2 separate regions of the Mus musculus genome follow, and region 1 is linked to region 2. The links are chromatin contacts, called in public Hi-C maps. All regions are on one chromosome and are shown on one strand. The core of a region is the stretch at or near the end of the contact, and the rest is flanking DNA. Distances in the headings are between cores, read along the strand shown. Region 1 overlaps Gan (giant axonal neuropathy). Region 2 holds the start of Pkd1l2 (polycystic kidney disease 1 like 2).

The links. Hi-C and Micro-C count contacts between places; a contact is called where the count stands out from the background.
Region 1: a Hi-C map of the G1E-ER4 cell line shows a contact between it and region 2, with 2.3 times the contacts expected there. The contact joins the enhancer-like site here to the promoter of Pkd1l2 in region 2. A contact is called at or near these places in 13 of 39 promoter capture datasets (the 3T3-L1 cell line, 3T3-L1-derived adipocytes, the HPC-7 cell line and 7 more), 2 of 15 datasets of contacts at CTCF or cohesin (large pre-B cells and pro-B cells), 16 of 484 Hi-C or Micro-C datasets (B cells, ECoMG-derived neutrophils, the G1E-ER4 cell line and 10 more), 2 of 115 datasets of contacts at active chromatin or transcription factors (the HPC-7 cell line and embryonic stem cells) and 3 of 9 other capture datasets (adipose tissue, embryonic stem cells and pancreatic islet).

What each region holds. Positions count from the first base shown.
Region 1 is chr8:117,196,408-117,199,583 of GRCm38.p6, reverse strand. It overlaps Gan (giant axonal neuropathy), which reads right to left. Exons shown (of 11, transcript NM_001081151.2): 9 at 3,004-3,132. Among named protein-coding and RNA genes, the nearest start is that of Gan, 40 kb to the right of the region's middle. Within about 2 kb of position 1,308, at least 141 of the 459 cell types and tissues checked have an H3K27ac peak or open chromatin away from gene starts, as enhancers often do. A contact at or near this core is called in B cells, ECoMG-derived neutrophils, the G1E-ER4 cell line and 9 more, where this site is marked.
Region 2 is chr8:117,080,666-117,083,833 of GRCm38.p6, reverse strand. It overlaps Pkd1l2 (polycystic kidney disease 1 like 2), which reads left to right and starts at 1,385. Exons shown (of 43, transcript NM_029686.4): 1 at 1,385-1,679; 2 at 2,346-2,510; 3 at 2,997-3,168. The coding sequence starts at 1,385.

The DNA of each region.
Region 1 (3,176 bases), core at 59-2,558, 120 kb before region 2:
GTTTATGTATGTATTCGTGTGTGATGGTGTGCTTGCACACGGGTCTAGGCCGATGTCATACCTGGCTTTCTTGAGGGTACCAGGGACAGAATGAAGACCCGAAGGTTTGAGCAGCAAGTACTTTACTGACTGGCCCCCCTCCCCCAACCCCTTTAAATACAAGGATGGGGCCAGGGACATGCTCAGTGGTAAAGAGTGCTGGCTGCTTTTCAAGAAGACCTAAGTTCGGGTCCTAGCATCCATGTCTGGTGCTCACAACTCCAGCTCCTAGGGATCTCACACCCTCTTTTGACCCCCTTGATCATCTCCCACATATCGCACACATACATAAATAAGTAATAAAAAATAAATATAAGGTCCGGCATGGTGGGGAGTCAGAGGCAGGCAGGCAGATCTCTGTGAGATCATGACATGCCCAGACTATATAGAGTTCCAGGCCAGTCAGGGCTACAGAGTGAGACCTCGAAACAGAAACAGAAAAAGAAAGAGTTAAAGTAGACACATAGAAACAAATCACAGTTGGTGAGATGGCTCAGCCGGTGAGAGCACCGACTGCTCTTCTGAAGGTCCTGAGTTCAAATCCCAGCAACCACATGGTAGCTCACAACTATCCTAATGAGATCTGACTCCCTCTTCTGGTGTGTCTGAAGTCAGCTACAGTGTACTTATCTATAATAATAATAAATAAATCTTAAAAAAAGAAACGAATAAGAAACAAAGCATCGCCCTCCTTCCCATCACAGCGCTGTGGTCTCCTACTCAGAAGGGACTCTGAGCAGGCTGACTGGAACCCAAGGTTCTTCTAACAATACAGTGTGTCCCGGCACGCCTGGGAAGTGTTACAGTCAGACTTGATCCCACCCAAGGCAGCAGACAAAAGGAAAAGAAAGGTAAGCAAACGACTCTGACATGTTGCAGCTCACGCTGACTACGCACGGAGTCAGCCATCACAAAAAAGTAGTTTATCAGAAGGCAAACACACTGCTACTGCTTGTTAATCAGGCGGGACAGACTGTCTCCCGCTCATCTGGGCAGGAGATGAATACACTATTTCCTACGGAGGCAGCCTCCCCCACTGTGGCTTCTCAAAGGAGAAGTAAGAAGCCTGACATCCCCTCCACCCCCCAGCAAATGCCTTCCAAGCTGCCTCCTCATTTTCTGTCTACTGAATTCCCCTGGCAATCTCCCTCTGATGACGGGAAGTAAAGACTCGTCTGAAGTGTCTGAGAGGGAAAACACGTGACAGACCAGGCAACAGTCACAGGCATGTCTAACACTGTGTCTGTTTATTCTTCGCCGATCTCAAAGTCAGGAAAGGAGGCGCTATCTTATGGCACCCCCATCTGGTAATAAAGTGCATAGGGCCACACTGTGCAGCAGGCTCCCCTGGGGATCTGAATACGTCACTGGAGTGAGAACACTGCCTGGTGCTTACGAAAATGTGTGAGAGGAGGGGAGGGGCAGTGCCTACCACAGGCTCACGCCATGGCCTGTCTGGCATTTTTAAAAAGGTTGTTCTTCTTACATTTATTCATTTACTGTGTGTGTCTGTGTTGTGTGCTTGTCTCTCTCTCTCTCTGTGCCTGTGTATCTGTATATGTGTGTGTCTGTGTATCTGTATATGTGTGTGTCAGTGTCTCTGTATCTGTACATGTGTGTGTCTGTGTGTGTGTGTCAGTGTCTCTGTGTATCTCTGTTGTGTTTGTGTCTGTGTGCATGCACTGACAAGCTGTGTGGAGGTCAGAGGACAGGCTGTGGGACTCCGCTTTCTTTCGCTTTTGGGGGTCGGTCCTGGCAATTGAATCCTGACAGTGTTTTAATATCTCAGACACCAGCTCAATTGACACATGATGCACTGAGCATCTGATGCCTGTCAGGTTTCCTACTGGAGGACCACGTGGGACCGAGCCGTGTATACACTCAGTTAGCAGTTAGGAAGCCAGCCCTATGTGCAGAAGCTTAGGGATCAGGGTCTGAGGTGTGTGTGTAAGCATGGAAGAGGACAGCAAAGGCTTTCTCTGGAGAGTGACAGCTTTGGAAACAGCCAAGTTAACTAGATGGGCAATGAGGGGTATTTCAGGCAGAAGCAGCCTAGAGATGAGCTAGCTAAGGGCTCAGTGTAGAGCCTCTGGGCAGACAGCAGCAGGAAAAGCAGATGCAGGCCCTGTCATAAAAGGCTACATATGGCCAGGTGTAGTGGTGCAAGCCTTTAACCCCAGGCAGAAGTAGGTGGATCACTGAGTTTCAGTGTCAGTCTGGTCTATGTAGCAAGTTCCAAGATAGCCTGGATTACACAGAGAAACTCTGTATGCAAAACAAAACAACAACAAAAAAGCAGCCATTACACTAACAGGACAACGTCAGATATGTGCTAAGTTCCAGGTTCCGTGTTGTTTCCTTAAGTCACTATGGTGGTTTGAATGAGAATAAACCCCATAAACCCATATATTTGAATCCTTGGTCCCTAGTTGGTGGAACTGCTTGGGAAGGGTTGCAGGGTGTGTGTGTGTGTGTGTGTGTGTGTGTGTGTGTACTTGTCGGAGGAGGTGTGCCACTGGTAGTGAGTGGGCTTTGTGGTTCTAAGAGACTCATCATTACCAGTCCTCTGACCCCCTCCCTCCCTCCCCCCCTCCTTCCCTCCCTCCACCTTTTGGATGAAGATGTAACCCCTTAGCTGTTCCTACTGCCACGCCTTTGCTCCAGCCTCACAGACTCTAACCCTCTAACACCATACGCCCAATGTCACGTGCTCTTCTATAAGCTGTCTGAGTCATCATGTCTTACCACAGCAACAGAGGAGTAACTCAGATATCAACTTCTCAAGTCACTGAGAAAATACCCAGCATGCAGTGGACACACCCCCTAAGGAGAGAACTCAGTGATGTCACTGGGAATCAAAGCTGAGACACACCCCTGAAGCATGGAGGGAGGGACAGGAGGGGAAGCCTGGAGAGTCTGCTGCATGGGGAGAAGGGCAGGCGTGGAAGCCTCTAGACTGATTACCTCTTAAACTCGTCATGATAGAACTCGGACTTGCAGGTGACCATCTCGCTGCCCTGGATGTCCTCTCGACTTCGGACGCCTCCAAACACATACAGCTCCATGGCAACACCACAGGCCACTGCTCCAAACCTGCAGGACCACAGAACACAGATGCTGGCTTAGAACTCAGGACC
Region 2 (3,168 bases), core at 136-2,635:
GACACAGACATACAGAGACACACACATAGACACAGACATATAGAGACACACACATAGACACAGATACACACGCACACAGACACACACATAGACACAGACACACACATATACACACACAAACACAGATATATACAGACACAGACATACACAGAGACACAGACACACACACACACACACACACATAGACACAGACACACACACAGACACATACAGACACACACACACAGACATACACACAGACACATACAGACACAGACACACACAGAGACACAGACATACACACAGACACATACATACAGACACACACACACAGACAAACATACACACAGACACACACAGAGATACAGACACACAGACACACAACACAGACACACAGGGACATACACACACACACACACTCACACACACACAGGTAGAGGTGTAATGACATCTTTTTACGGCAGGAAGCTGAGGCAGCAGAGAGCCTGCAGAACGCTTGTCCCTTCCTCCCACCTTGCCTTAGGATTGTTTGTTATGTCTTACTAGAATCTTGCTGTGCTGGGATTATATCCGCACACTACCACATCTGGACTATTACCGGGTTCTGGGGACCAAACTCAGGCTTGTGTGGCTTGTGTTTTACCCTGAGTCATCTCCCCAGTCTCAAGAAGTAGTTTTGAGTTAAGCCCTGAAGGAGGAGAAGTGGGCCGGAAGGACTGACATCTTGTCCGGGGCCAGACTAGACAGAGTCTTGTGTACAAAGATAAGAGCTTTTCGTTTTACCACAGATCCTGGCCACACTCCAGACGGCCTGGGTGATGGCTGAGGATGGATAGTTTATAAAAGTTATTTGATGACATGAAATAAATCTTGTAGGGATGTTTTATCCTCCGGTCAGCATAAATGATGACATGATGTGTCGGAAGGGGACCTGCCTGTCCCACGAGACGGGAAGACGGTTATCACCTGGGGGCAGATGTCCTTCCACACAATAGGACTGCATAAGGGTACCACTCTGAATGTGTGCCATCCTATAACTAACCTTCTATGCGAGTTGTATCACATACCTCCCGCATGAAGAAACACTGGGCGTTCAGGTAATGGCTCCCCCCAAAAAGAAAAAAAGAACAGTAAAGAATCTGTCAGACAGGCATCATAGCAACCTTATCTTCCTCTACAAGAAATCTGAACATGAATTGCTTTTCAGACAGGCTTTGAACAATTGCCGGGTGAAACCAAAACACAGACACATTCACCCCGTGTATTTTGTCCCATAAACAAGAGTTATTATTTGGTGCAAAATTGGAAAGGAAGATGGATGGTGGGTGGTTGTGGGAATGGCAACATATAAAGGAGTGGGGGCCGATCTCCACCCTGCAGCCCCGGCAGTGGTCCTAGGATGACCATGGCAGGCTTGGTGTTCCTGGGGCTCGCACTGAGCAGTGGAGCCACTGTGGCTAAGTCAGAAGGGGGCAGCCTCTGCTCAAGGAGCCAGGTGTTCTTCAGAGATGCTTGCTATGAGTTTGTGCCGCTGGAACACACCTTCCCCGGCGCCCAGGGCTGGTGTGAAGGGCACGGAGGCCATCTGGCCTTCATTCCCGATGAAGACACCCAGCAGTTCCTGCAAAGGCACATTACCCAGGACAGAGAATGGTGGATCGGACTCACGGGAGGCTCGGGGCACAATGGCACTGTGGGAGGTAGGTGCTGCTTAGCTGGGTCTGATAAAAATTCTTATCACTACTTCTTACTCAGAACCCCAGGGGGCAAATTAACATGTTCTAATTTTCATGGCAAAGAGACCATTAGTTGTTTGGTGCACTGGCTAAAATAATTCATGTATAGTAACAAGCAGAGGGGGTGGTCTAAAAACACACTTATATTTCTCTAGTTCTGGAGTTCATGTTCTCTGTGGTGCAGTGCCTCTGTACGTACATTCTGAGGGCAAACCTTCCCCGGGAGGTTGCCGAGTCTCACACCTGAACACTTCCAACCACCTTCTCAGGCTCTAGAAACTTCTGGAGCAATGCAAGTCACTTCAGAATGAACTCCACGCATGCCTAGACATGGCTTGAGCAGATGCCCTGCGTCATCTACCCATGGGCATCATGGAATGCTCTGGGCTCTACTTTCTGTCACTCCTGGCTAGGTAGCACCACCTTTTATGGGTGCTCCAAGACGGTGTCCAGTTTATGTCTGAGCATATGAAACTAATGGTGAGGACACACCCATTCTCTGGTGTGGGGAAAGAGAGCCATCGATTGAGCACCTATGGCGTAGGAGGAGCTGAGTTCAGTCAAACACTCTGTGTAAGGCAGGGTAAGAGAGGACCCCTGCCAAGCCCTGCTGCCCTTGCTTCCATTCAGGCTCTGGGACCTGGCTGGACACCTCAAATGTCAACTACAGCAACTGGCAGGAAGGACAGGCCACACCTGCCCCAGGGAGCTGCGGCTACATCGGGAGTGGTCCTTCATCTCAGTGGGCTGCCCTAGAGGATTGCACACAGACCTTTGCCTTCGTCTGCGAGTTTGGTGAGCTGGTCCTGTGGGGGCTTCCTCCCTGCCCCCTCTATCTCCCCCTGCCTATCTTCTTTCCTTCCTTCCTGTTCCCCTTCCTGCCTGTCTGCCTCTTCCCACTCAGTCTTCATCTCTCTAACCATCTCTCTTTATGGATCCCCTCCATCTCTACAGGTTTCCTGTGCTCTTTCTTTCTCCCCTAACTGTATCTCCCTGTCTCTTGGTGGGTCTCATCCTTCCCTTCTCTTCTCCTCTCTTCTCTCTGGGACCCTCATCTTCCTGTCCAGGTGCCTTGCCTGCAGACTTCTTCTTCTTCTTGCATGTTTGGGACTTTCTCCCTTTCCATCTCCCAAGCCTCTGCCTGTGTGAAGCTCTCTATCTCTCTGTATCTCTCTCTTCCTCTCCAGCTGGCCCCGCTCCATCCTTATGTCTCACAGTCCTAGCCCAGCACTCTCCCAGCTCAGTGTGTGTTCCTAAGTTGTCACCTTCCCTTTGTTGCAGGGGTTGGTCGCAGCCTGGCTTGTGAGGGACACAACGCCACCATGCACTGTGACTCGGGAGAGGTCATTCTAGTCCAGGATGCTTTCTACGGGCACCAGACCCCCTATTTGTGCACTCGGGGCATCTGGCCTCCCTCAGACCTGGAGGGAGAATGTGGCTGGGTCAGCGTCAA